Linked DNA regions of Zea mays: region 1 is linked to region 2. A link is a contact called in public Hi-C data. All regions are on one chromosome and are shown on one strand. Each heading gives the region's core, a stretch centred on a gene start, on an enhancer-like site or on the middle of the called end of the contact. The rest is flanking DNA. Distances are from core to core; before and after follow the strand shown.

Region 1 (6,956 bases), core at 3,088-5,587, 140 kb before region 2:
CCGTCGCTATAAACACATTTAGCGACCAACCGTCGGTCCATACCTTTTAGCGACTAACCGTCGGTCCCAAATAAGGGTCGCTAAAGATCAACCGTCGTGTAGTGATGCTAGATTGTTACAGGGTGCTCGATTCGTTGATGTGTTCTTTTTAGGACACTTTTATTTTACTCTATAGTGGTGTTTTGTTTTTTTCGATCTGTAAGGCTGTATGCATGATGCTGTAAAAGGGTGAAACATTTTGTTTCCATTATTAAAAAAATATACAGTATGCACTCACAGCCGTTTCTCTCCTTCAACGCACTTGCCCACACACATTTGCCGGTAACATCTATCTGTGCGGTTGGCCCAGGGGCGTGCATTCACTGGACCAACATACAAATGAACAATGCGATTGAGATGCTGAAGACAGAGAGAGCATGAAGGAAAGGAAAGGAAAAGCACATTTATGTCCGATACTGTTGGTGCAGCTGCAGCCGAATGATATTATTGAGATGACAATACACATTTGCCCGTAGGCCATCACCTCTCACTAGTCACTCTCACTCACTCCTGCTAGCTGCCTCTTGCATTCAGAGCACTAGTACTACTACCACTAGCTAGTACTGTATTTTTTTGTTTGTCAAAACATATACTCCGTACTCCCGCCAGCCAACAAAGAATAGAATACGAACATAATATTGAGTCAAACCATTTATAGTTTGACTAACTTTATATCCAATATGAATATTAATTTTAGGTATCAAATGAGTGTCTCTAGACTTAATATGGGAGAAACATATCAGGTGTACATGAGTCTTTACTGTACATGGTGCACATATTATATTATGACTATCCATCATAGACCTAACATTTGCTCCAATTATTTTGCAAAAAAAAAAAGAAACACCCTCCACTGTTATCATCCACCACTTCCACCCTGCTCTGCGTATGAAAGGGTAGGTGTTGGAGACCCTTGGATCTATGATGTATGGTCGTGATCTAATATATGCACCATATGCACTTGATATGTTCCCTAAGATAAGATACTATATTGTTATAGTATATGTATTGCATATTATAAACATTAGTCCTCTTTTTTCTATAAATTTAGTCATAAAATTTATCCGAACAAAAGAGTACCTGTTGATATGTCCTGGTCCCCCATCCTAGCTAGGGCGTGAATCTGGAGTATCTGTTTATGATAAAATATGAGTTTCTTAAAAATGGATTTTCAGCCCATCGCGTGTTCTTGCATTATTTGCAACACATCTAGCCTAGCCCGTAAAAAGACGGCAGCATGTACTCATACAGTATGTAAAGCGCTACTGTTAAGGTGGGTCAGCTCGTTGGTTCATCGTAGTAGCATACATTATAGAATCAGTGCTGCTAGTACGTACCATGAGAGAGTGAGTAGATAGGGCCATAGGGGTCAGCTGTTAACAAAAGAGGAAGAAGAGCCATGCATGCAATGAAATGAAATGCAGTGCAAGAGGCCAGCAGCTAGCTCAGCGCTGATATGGATGGACGAAGAGAGGAGAGAGAGAGAGCAGGCAGCAGTGGGTTGCACGCACAGCGGACTGGCAGCTGGGCCACACGTCGGGGACCGGTCCTTTCCAAAGACCCACAGGCAGGCAGGGGCGGGGCGGGGCAGGGCAGCAGGCAGCACAATGAGGACAGAGAGAGAGAAAGAGAGAGAGAAGGGGCGGTGGGTGGTGGAAGGAAGAAGATGCAATCGGTCATACTGCTACATGCACATCTATCATAAGGCCATCATGACTTCTTTTGTGTCAGCGTCAAAAAAACAAAGGAGAAGGAAAAGGAGGAGAGAGAGGGGAGCAGTGGCAGGGAAAGGAGGAGCTCAATCATAAAGCAATGGATTACAAAATCATTTCGCACGGCCTCACGCTGGCACACACGCGCTCTCTCTCTCTCCCCTCCCTCCCACGCTCTGACTATACTGTACATACTGTACGTAGTATTTATATCAGGGATGTTGCTCTTTTACTACTCCCCTGCTGCTGGCTCTCTAGCCAGCGAGTCGGTCGGTCGGTCGGTCGCCGGCTCTCCGCGCGCGCTCATCAGGACACACATGCACGAGCAGACTGCAGAGCCCCTATCTCTCTCTCTCTCTCTCTCTCTCTCTCTCTCTCTCTCTCTCTCTCTCTCTCCCCATATTACTGTATTCCTCTCTCTAGACTGGACATGCTACACTGCGTTTCTTTCTCTCTCTCTCTTCTTCTTCTCCGTCCTTTCTCTCTCCATCTCCTTGAGCAGCAGGCACCACGTCCAGGCTGCAGCAATTCGTCTGACAAAGAGAAGTCATAGTCGAGGAAAGCAGTAAAATACTCTGTGGACGACTGCCAGCAGCTTCAATGCGATTGCCTGTCTCTCTCCGGTCCCTCTTTGTCACCTCTCCTCCCGAGAGAGAGAGCAGAGAGAGTCGTCCGTCCGTCTGTCCGCGCCTCTCGCTCTGTGTCTTCTTTCAGCGCTGGCCTCCCTTGCCATCCCCATCTTGGGCAACGTTATTTTACTGTGACACTGTTACTATTCCTAATGTCGATGCCTTTTGACCACCCCTGCACACACACACCGGATGTCCTATGGACCTATTTCCTGTGGTCTCCATCTATGGCCGCTCGGAATCTATCTGTGCAGTGCCCACATATTTAACAAACACCCACACACACTCATATGGGGGTTGTTTAGTTCTAGCGAATAATATGGATGGACGTTTGAAACTAAGAGGTACACACCTTATTCATTAAATCAGTTGCTAAGAAGGTCGTTGGAGACCTATTAGTAATTCCAAAAGAACAACAATAGCACAACACATGATTATGTCGATATATTATCTGCTCCTTTCATATTTCGAAAGGAGGAGAGGAGGCCGGTAAAATGAAACGGACTAATCGTTATCCATGTATCCATTGATGATTGATGAATGTCATTCTTCATTTACAAGCATAATCATTCAGACATCTTCGAGCGAGGTTATTACGACTTTTAAATCAAGTAACAGTTCCAACAAGAAGCATACAATATAAGTAAATGTGAACCATGAGCACACAGAAAAATAAAAGACATTAACCATCACAAACATAAATTTTGGAATTATAAATTATGCCTCTGATAGCTCTCGCGACGGCATGAGGACAACCACAAGCACAAATTCTGTCAAATTAAGGTCCGATCCGTTTTGGTAGTTATATTGTAAACTATTTACATGATCGAGCTCCTATACAACCTCCCATGAAATTACAATTTTTTACCCCTCTCGCTTATGTAGTAGAGCTCCATACTTGGAGATGTGAATTTATGACATTTTCATCATACAGGCCTGCATGCACATCTTTTCTTAGCTGAGGCTCCTTTTAGGCATCACTTGTAGAGGAAGGTTTTCGCCGTCGCAGCCGAATCTTTGCTTCTATCACCTTCAGCACCATGTACTTTTGATTCAACTATGGATAGTCAAAGTAGTCCGATGAGGATTCAATGAACAAAGATCGAAGCTCTTCAATCGCTTTTATATCCTTGGCCTGAAACCATAGCTAGAGACTTGGCGTGTTTGGTTGTATGTCTAAGGTGTGCCACAGATTGCTATATATTTTTTGTTCCACATTTGCCTAAGGTTAGGCGCACAAATTGTCGACCACATCTTGGCAATGTCAAAGGAAATCTTGCCACATTTTTACAAGTCATTGACCGGTGGAATTTATGCAAAAGGTGAAAAACCTTGCCACAACTATGGTTATAAGCCAAACACACAACAACTAAGCTAGTCAAACATGACTAACCTTAGCTCCACAAACTCTATCATAGATTAGCTAAAAAAAACTAAAAGTTTGGATGCTCTCTCTTGACTCTACTCTTTTTTAAAGCAGACTTACGTGGAGCTGAGCCTATTTGGTTAAAAAAACGTGAAGGGGGAGAGCCATCTGAAACATAACATCCTTAGAGTATTTCTTCTGTTGACTTGACGCCTACCGACAACTCCGAGGACAGGACCGGCATATTATCTAGCGAATCTATCTCTTAAAGCTCTTTTGGTAAAAGGCTAAAAGTGTCGTTTGGGAATAAACATGGCAATCACTTTATGTCATTGGCACCACCGTCCCCTGTCAACATCAAAAGCATGTATACTGCCTATTAGCATATAGCAAGCAATGCCTTCGGTGGGGGTGACCCTGATCCCTGATCCATGCCATGCCACACCCATGCTCTACCATGCAGATCTATTGGAAAGGCGGCCATCCATGCATGTGACACAAAAGCGGTTGCTAGCTACACTACTGTATTACCTATAGCTTGGATTTCGTGTTCAGATAGGATGGAACGGGAAAGCCTGGTCGTGTCCTGCCCACGTGCTTCCTTCTGATTGGACGGGAGGAGGAGCTAGGAGATGGCTTTGCCTATGGGCTGGACGGAACGCATGGGAATGAGATTATATTCTTTGCTTGCTGCGTTCCTCCTACCTAACTAGCTAGCCTAGGAGTACTCCGTAGCTAGCAGCAGCAGCGCGCGGCAGCACAGAAAGAACAACAGCAGCGGCTAGCCACAAGCTCTTTCCATCGCACCTCTCCTGCTCCCGGCCCCATCATCGAAAAAGATTACTACCAAATTGATGAAAGGCTGGCTGAAAAGACTAGGGCAATGGGAGTTTAAATTCCTCCAACCTCCCCATCTAGTCTTGCTTCACCTTTACTAGCAAACTCCCACGGCCCCACTCATCCACCTGTGTGCTGGCCCATTGTGGATGGATACCATGCATGTGTTTGGCTGGATCCTTTGTGCATCATGCATGTGTGATATGATCCGATCAGTCACTAGCTAGGTGATAGCTTTCAGGGTGTGATAAGGTGTAGTGTAGTGTAGCTACCATGTTGTCTATATAACCAATTAAAAATACTCCGAACAACCTCCTGGTTATTGCACAAATAATGTGTACCAGAGTAATATGTATGGGCCTAGCATGCGGTGGCTACGAAACTCCCGAAAACATATTCTTTTATCCCTTACTCAAATTTTGTACATATCATAGGATTATACATACAAAACAACAGCACAACAAGACCCAAATTTGAGACGCACGGAGGGAGAGATCATTGTTCATTGACTAGGACTATTAGCAACTCAAAACGAGACTACTATACGACTATAGAATGCTCATCACAGGTAGCATCCGGTTTTAATCTGGCAATGATAAAGGTTTTCAGAATAAAAAAAATCCAGTTGAGCCCAAAGGAGGCCCAACGAAACCCATCCTAGTCATAAAGAGAGTTCCATTAATGAGTGCTTTAAAAATTTGAATTTCATGCGAAGCACTTTATTCCATTAAGAGCTTGGGATCATTCTCTTTATGTCTAGGCAATCGTAAAAACGATATACCAAACGACAGACTAAATGATAGAAATAACACTATGGCATGAATAGAATGTGGATTGCAACAACAGACGAATTAAAGCATACACAATCTATAATAAGATGGATCTTTCCAAAAGAAGGCAAAACATTTAAAGAACATTCTCAACTGCTTCAAATTTTCCTATGTGACTACTCAAGACACAAGGGTTATACCAATTGAAAGAAATGAACACTTAAGATTATATGTTACCGTCCTTTAGAATTTAGCATTTTGTAGGTTTTGATCTTAATTCACCATTATTGAGATCTTTGATCCTACAACACAACTTAACTCAAGATGAATATGAAGTTCATGATATGACAATTCATCTTTGTGTCAATCATAAGTAATAGACAATTGTAAGATTAATAACTTGAGTTTAGAATTTGATTTAACTGCTCAAGCATCCCAAAGCCTTCGATTCATCTCCATGTTCCTGTTAAGACTAGTTTGCACATTTTGGTACCCATCTTGAGATGGGTCCATCAAGATTAGCCAATAAGGCTTTGGATACCCAAATAACATTTGTGCTAAACTTGGCTGAACTAATAACCGTTCTAGCACAAGTGTAATATTTGGATTTCCTAAGCGAATAAGAATGAATGAACTTGCTAGGCTTAGGAATTTTACCCTTAGTACAAACCTTTTTAAGATGACCTAGTTCATGGCAATTGTAGAAAATGCAATGTTCAGTCTTGTGCAGCATTTGCTTCTTGTTGCTCTTCCTTGTGCGCGATGATCATCTTTAGTGATACATGGATCTTATTCTCCATGTGAGGACATGAAGCAATCGTGTAGCCCTTATCTTTGCATCTAAAGCATCTCATGTCTTTTCTCCTCTTTCTACTCTTGGAGGACAAGGAGACATTGATAGCGCAATAAACATGAACACTTGAATAGTTACCTTAATCCTTGCTCATGTTGTTAGTTTGATTCGTTGCTCCAGGAAATTTCTTCTCTAGATGGAGCTTGGTGTATGTTATTGTTTCTCCCTTCTCAAGCTTCTTCACCGTGCGTCCATGGTTATCTGAGGAGGTCAAGCATAACACTTTCTCCTTAGTTTCTTCATGTTCCTTCTAAGCCTTCTGACTTCTTCCATGAGCTTATTTTCTTTTAAAACTGAAATTTGTTGCTCAATCGGACATTGGCTTACTTGGGAGCAACATAGGTTAGCAATGGTAATATATTTTCAAATTGAACACATGTTCATTTATGAGGTCAATAAGAATTTACATTAGTAATCACAACCTCATGAGCATTATTAAACATGATGTGATCATCAATTAATTTTTCATGAAACAAGAAAGCATATCATGTTTTCATCTAATGCTACCTTTTCAAATTTTAGCATTTCTACTTGATCCTTGATCATGGCATTATCAACTTAAACTTGAGCAATACATGATAGTTAATTCTCATTATTGATGCGCTCAATTAAAAATGATTCATATCTTTGGACCAAATCACCACGAGAGCACTTTAGCTCCTCATGTTCTTTGGTCAGCTTCTCTAGGTTTTCTTTGTCTTGATGAGGGTCTCTTCTAGCTTGAGAAGCGTCTTGCTTTGTTCTTCCGCT
Region 2 (6,769 bases), core at 675-3,174:
CTAGAATTACATTGTTTCTTTTGATATTAATTCTGTTTAAGCCCGCAACTTTATAATAATATTGTATGTGTTTTTTTAAAAAAATCAAAAATAATAAATAAATAATAACTGAGCTATGGTGTATAGAGAGAGTTGTATAGAGAGGGAATGGTTGGAGACGTCTTATATGTAGGGGAATCTTTTAGGGCTTGTTTGGTTAGGAGTAGATTGAAAGGGATTAAATCTATTGCTAATCAAAATTGAATAGAAAGGAATTTAATCACCTCGATCCCTCCGATCTCCATGCAACCAAACAAGGCCTTAGGGAGATATAGTAAAATATAGGAAAAATTCTAAAGTACAATATTCATATAACCCACAAAAGTACTTTTTAATTCAATTTGCCCCTCCATATATTTGAGTTGGTTCAATCCACCCCTTAACAAAATTTGTCTTTTTTATTTATTATGTACAAACTGAGATTTTAGTTCAAATTTTATTGGTTAGTAGCTAATGCCGTAACTTAACATAGAATTTTTATTATTATTTCACATTTAGTTGTATACCATTAAATTTACTATATTTTCTAATCTTTAACCTATCGAAAAAATATTATAAAAATCGTAAAATATTTTTTCTAGGCTAAGTTATATGCATATATCGTCCATAAGTGAGTGAAGTAATTTGAATTTTTTTCATAAAATATATTCTAGAAAATACAGGAAAAAGAAGATGTGTGTATAGCAGCCAGAATGGTTGGAGAGAGCTCGCTGACCAGAAAACATGAAAATAATATTTGGAAGACATAGATACAAGCAGCTAAAACCTAGTATTGGATGGATATGATGAGTCGTACCCCTTTTCCCCCAAAGGCTATACGTATTGTCGTGTCTCTGGCTCTGTGCCTAGCTACCACGTACACGACGCCACCGGCCTCGACCGATAGTTATACACGTTTCGACCGATTGTTTTGTAGAGGTCCTTCTTCTTTCCATTATATTCTTCCGTTGCCGCGCGCTCCTGTCTGTAGGACACATTGAGTAGGGGCTGTGCTGCATGGTGCATGGATGGCTAGCTACCTTGTAGGCTGTGGACAATCATCACGGGGCAACGTGTATATGATGACGGGCAGAGAGATCCCACAGGGCCACAGGCTGGTATATACTACATGCATGCACTATAGCATCTAGCTGCAGACATGCATGCATGCTTGATCATCGATCTCGGCACCAGTATTTCTGTGTGTGTGTGTGTTGTTCAGTACTTCAGTGCAGAGACTGTAGCAGCGACGACGACTGCATGCATCTCATGCTCGATCTGGTGGCTCCTACGGAAACAAGCATGTGTGGCTGCATGGAGAGATGCTGCGGATGCGTGTGCGCACCTGCGAGGAACGCGCATGCGCGGGGTCGCAACTCGAGGCGGTGCGGGGTCAGGGAGGGTGCTGTACTGCTGTCTGTGTTGCGGTCTATGGTACGTCCTCCGCGCCATGCATGCATGCATGCAGATGCAGCACCGTAGATGTAGATGACGCGCGCTGCATGCAGTCGTCCGCGCGCACAGGCGTGCATGCAGTCCACTGTCCATCCACCATTCCGATCCGAGAGACGAGACATCCATGGATACGATAGGATATATGGGATCGATCGATCATGAATGCATGATGCACATGATGCATGCGCTCGCTCCGAAAACCTCTCATAAATACACGGCCCCTGCTGCAACTGCAAGCATCGACTGTGCGTAGTAGTGCCATGCACGAGTTATGATCCTTCCAGCCATATGGTAGTGTCTCTCCCCCTGTGCGCGCGCTGTGTCTCGGCTTGCATACATGTATGCATGCATCGCCTAGAGAAGTTTTCTTAGCGAGGACAGGATAGAGAGGGGTGAGGTATAGTACTCGCTAGTGGCTGTGTTATGGCTTGAACAGTAACACCCAGCTACCCCTCATCTATCATCAACAGTTTTTTTCCCCTCCTTAAATAGCTGGGCACTATATGGCCGCAGTGTACCGTACGTAGTGCTGGTAATTTGATCCCTGTGTGTGTGTTGGTTGTAAAAGCTGTACGTACATTATTGTCAAGTCACGTCGTCCATTTCATGTTTAGTCTTCCCTACCGCGGCTCTGTTTTACTCTCGTCATTTCATTCATGACCAATGCGCGCAAATGCTGACGTTTTTAACATTACTTCTCATATATATTTCAGACGACGACCCAGCGCAGGGTCCTGTCCTCCTCCGTCGTCCTAACCAGAATGCTTTGGATCTGCTCGAGAAAATGGCCAAAAAGGAATAGGGATTTGCACTTGAAAGTAAAGAAGATAATATACATTTCAGACGAGGGAGTTGTTCCCAAGGCGTGTGTGTACTAAGCAAGGCATGCAAGCTAGGGTTTGCCCGATGGAGCCTTGGGGTTTGGAGCCATGATGCTCATGTGATGAGCGCAGCAGAGAGTCAACTTGCATTGGCGCATACATTCACATACTATGCGTGCTTGTGCATCGATTTGGTCATTAATATTTGGCGGTGACATAGAGTAATAATCCCAGACAGGGCTGAACCTGGATTAGACGGAATATCTTGGGGGAAGACATGCGAGGGGGCGCCGGCCGGTAGTAGAAGATTTGAGGAAGGGTTTTATTCTGCATCCGGAGAAGCTACTCGTAAATTTTTTATTCTAGCTATATGTCTACAGCTCATTGTTGTCTGTTACTAGTTTAATCAACTAGCTACCTATAGAGGGACACATGATCTATATATATGACCATATATACCAATCGGGGGGGGGGGGGGGGGGGGGGGGGGGATTGTAAGATCGACTTAAAGGCTTCGCGCGCGTGTGGTTTAATTTTCATGACACAAATTGTTCAAGTTTTTGTAATGAACAAAACGACGTGTTTCTAAAAAACCAAATATTTACATACAGGTGCATTCATGGTATTTTGGCGGATAAATGTTAAGTCATTTTACTTCTGCGCTAAGTTAGCTTCATCTAACTTTTCACTAAATTTACAGAAAAATAGTGAACGGCTGTCAAATTATATCTTATAGTGTATCTGAAGTATTGCCGGACCAAGTTTCTAAGGTTTCTATAGTGCAGACGACTAGCCGGCAAGAAGATGTGCTAGCCTACAGCTATATAGAGCTACCTAAAAACACACAACAAAGGTGATATATTTTTTAAGGTGACTACCACTATCCGAATCGGGTGTCAAGCACGGTTTACAAAACCGGTGGAAACCGGCGGTAAAGCGCTCGGTTTACCAAACCTGCCGATGGACGGTATCGGTTTACTACATGTATATTTTTAAAATTTAATTTTTTTAAAAAAATGTTAAAATTGAAAAAACAATTATGATAAAAAAACTACATGTTCTAGTGAGTAATCCGATATACAAGATATTCAAATTTAGTCTCGTTTAGTCCGTTGAAAAAATAAAAAAAAATGTTTAGACCCGTTACCAAACCCATTAACTTGTTAATAAAATATCTAAAATTAACAATACCTCTCCTCCTTCCCTCACATTCCCCACTTCGCCTCACCCTCTCTGTTCGCCTCCCACTCCAAAACCGCCGCGGTTGCATTTATCGGCGCCCAGGCGCGATTTACCGGCCCGGAGGCGGCGAATCTCGCCTGCGCAGTCGGTTTACCGGCCTCGCCCGCACGTGACCACCTCTTCCTCGCGCCACGGTTAACCGCGCGTGACCAACTGCGCGTGATCGCCGGTAAACCACTCTGTTGAGCCGGTAAACCAACTTCTTCAGCCGGTTAACCACTCCAACCCGACGCTCTGCTGGGAGCCAGGAGCCAAACCGACGGTAAACCGCCCCGAACCGGCGTTTAACCGCTACTGGCATCAGGTAAACCATGTTTTTGACCCGGTAAACCAGATTTAGTACCAGTATTTAGTTCTACACTACATATTTATAGTTCAGATTTAGTTTCGTGATGTTTAAGGTTTAGGGTTTAGTCTCAATAATATGTTTTAGATTTAGCGTTTCAAATTTGTGTATGTTAGATGTTATGTGAAGATGATTTACCGTTAGATACTAGTTATATATTAGTATTGTTAATGTGTAGTTAGTACTAGTTATATATGTTAGTATTGTTAATGTTGAGTTATATATGTAAGTATTATTAATATTTAGTTATATATGTATCTGGTAATATTATTTGCTACTAATGTGTTGCATACTTGCATTATTTTTACCACAAATGTAGGAGACATGTCGGATGAAGATAGAGATAGAGATAGAGTCTGGTTGCACGGAGAGAAGGTTAGCGCATGTTTCAAATGCAAGTATTGTAGAGAAACAAATAGTGGAGGGGTTGGTACCCGATTGAAGGAGCATCTCGTGCATAGAGGGAAAAATGTCAAGAAATGTTCCTCTATTCGTCTAGACATAAAGACATACTTTCAACTTGATATAGATAAGATAAAAGAAAAGAAGAGGACTAGGTTTAGGCAGCAACTGAGGGCAGATAAGGTAGCAAGAACCCATCTTGGGGATGATCAGTATGAGGACGAACTTTATGCAGCTCTGCATCAGTCACGTGTGGAGCACGAATTTAGTCAGAGGGTTGGTGCAAGGTATGACCTGGTGTAACACCCCGGGGATCCCCAAACACCCCGAGATGCTACTAGACTTCACTACCAATAGCCGAACACTAAGCAAAACAAAATTTGGCAGCGTCTCCTTTGTAATTATAAGCATCGCAGAAGCAAAAGAGATATATCAATACAAAATGAATTATACTAGTATGATATAGTTCTCATCAAGGACAATTAACCACGAATGAACCAGCTTATGCCTACACCATACTTTAAAATATGAACCTCAAAAGTCAATAACCAAAGTTAATTATTTGGTTCTTTAAACAGTGTGTGCCACGTGCCGCTACTCCCTACTCCCCTTGATGAGCATCAAGCACTTGCATTGAGTAATGCAAGAGTGAGATGAAACATCTCAGCAAGTAAATTGTTTTGACGAGATATTTAAACCACAAGATGAAATAATCAACATTTTACAGGAATCACAAATAAGATCATAAATACTTGTAGATATAGAACTCAATAGTCCCAATATAACCAATACCATCACATTTTCTCGAACAATCACAATAGGTTGTATAACACTTCCCTACGTCAACAATACCTGCAAATATCACTTCAATGTATGCATAGGAATGCAATGTGTAGGTCCTCTGCCTTCATACCTCTGAGGGTATAAAACCACATCATCTGCAAATATCACTTCAATCAATGCATATGAATGCAATGCATATGTCCTCTGCCTTCATACATCTAAGGGTATGAAGCCGCATCGTACCCCTTCTCGGGCAACGTACGATGCTAAGTTGTACCGGTACGGCCGGACCATAGGTGACGACAAAACTTCAGATGCAAGTGAATCATGCAATGTATATGGCATGCTGCATTTACCAATATACTTCACTTCCTTTACATACAATGCAAACCTCAAATAATACTTCGTTTACCTTCAGATACAATACAAACCTCAAATAATACTTCATTTTCCTTCAGATACAATACAAACCTCAAATAATACTTTCTTTACCTTCAGGGGTGTGAACTAATCTCATGGGTCATACTCGAATCATAATCATCATCAATATAGGATTGAGCATCAATATAATACAAGCAAGTAGAGCATCACCATAGAGTTCAATTATGAAATAATTGAATAATTCTGAATATTAGAGTGTAGGCGATAAAAACAACAAGTCAAAACGGTGGCAACCACCGCTACATTCACTTGCCTTCATCGAAGAAGAAAAGATGTACTAGGCATGTTCCGGAGTGTAGCCACCTGCTAGAGGGCATAAAACTTAATACAAATATTTCACAAACATTTTCCAACAATCAACAAATTGCTCCTACACTTGAAACCAAGACCCGGTGGAAAGACTCCTACCCTGAACCACATGCCAAACAACAGCAGCGTTGTTTGTTAATTTTGTATCTTTAAAATTATAACAATGGTGATATCAAACAAATACTCTGAAGTATCTACACAAAATAGTCTACAACTTCGGTATTCAATGGATAATTAAATTTTGCCATCTATAAGTTCTAAAACATCTGACAAGATAACTGACTGAATCTGTTTTAGACAACAACATAGTTAACTTCAAAATTCGATATCTTCCAAACTACACAACCAAAAATTATGAATTTCTTCTGGCAGTAAGAACTTTTATCCCTCTACAAAAGTCTCCATAGTTGGAGGAGCCAATTCGGCCATTTACTAGATGAAACCCACTAGTGAACAGACCCGCTCATTTTGTCTGGCAAACAGGAACATCCACAGTAAAAACAAACATAATTGGAGTTTCATAATTCATATGAATGCACTCTTTAACAATCTGGAAATCTTATGAAATTGTCTACAACTTCTTTTACCAACCTAAAGTTTAATTCTATTGATAAAATTGCCTAAATCTTAAGAGAACATATTCTGCACATAATTATGAGACTGAAAAACTGCTATAATCAAACTGCAATAACTTTCTGATCTGATGTCCGATTGAGGTGTTCTTCACGGCCACGGAAATATCTACAAATTATTTACGACTTATAGATAGACTTTTTATTTTTTTGAGGCCATTAAGACCACGGAAAACTGGCATGAACAGAAATTATCGAATCTGCCATTCCGCAGAAACTAAATTCGAGATCAAAACCTAACCCCACATCTAATCCAACCTCTAATCCTTTAATCCCATGATCGACAACCTCCAAAAGCACATAATTACAGGGGAACAAAG

What was found. Hi-C and Micro-C count contacts between places; a contact is called where the count stands out from the background.
Region 1: a contact with region 2 is called in a Hi-C map of tassel, with 2.1 times the contacts expected there. The contact joins two enhancer-like sites. A contact is called at or near these places in 2 of 25 Hi-C or Micro-C datasets (ear and tassel).

Annotation. Positions count from the first base shown.
Region 1 is chr7:112,147,597-112,154,552 of Zm-B73-REFERENCE-NAM-5.0, reverse strand. No RefSeq gene overlaps it. Among protein-coding and RNA genes, the nearest start is that of LOC103632712, 100 kb to the left of the region's middle. Within about 2 kb of position 4,337, at least 15 of the 20 cell types and tissues checked have an H3K27ac peak or open chromatin away from gene starts, as enhancers often do. A contact at or near this core is called in ear and tassel, where this site is marked.
Region 2 is chr7:112,003,541-112,010,309 of Zm-B73-REFERENCE-NAM-5.0, reverse strand. No RefSeq gene overlaps it. Among protein-coding and RNA genes, the nearest start is that of LOC100280930, 89 kb to the right of the region's middle. Within about 2 kb of position 1,924, at least 10 of the 20 cell types and tissues checked have an H3K27ac peak or open chromatin away from gene starts, as enhancers often do. A contact at or near this core is called in ear and tassel, where this site is marked.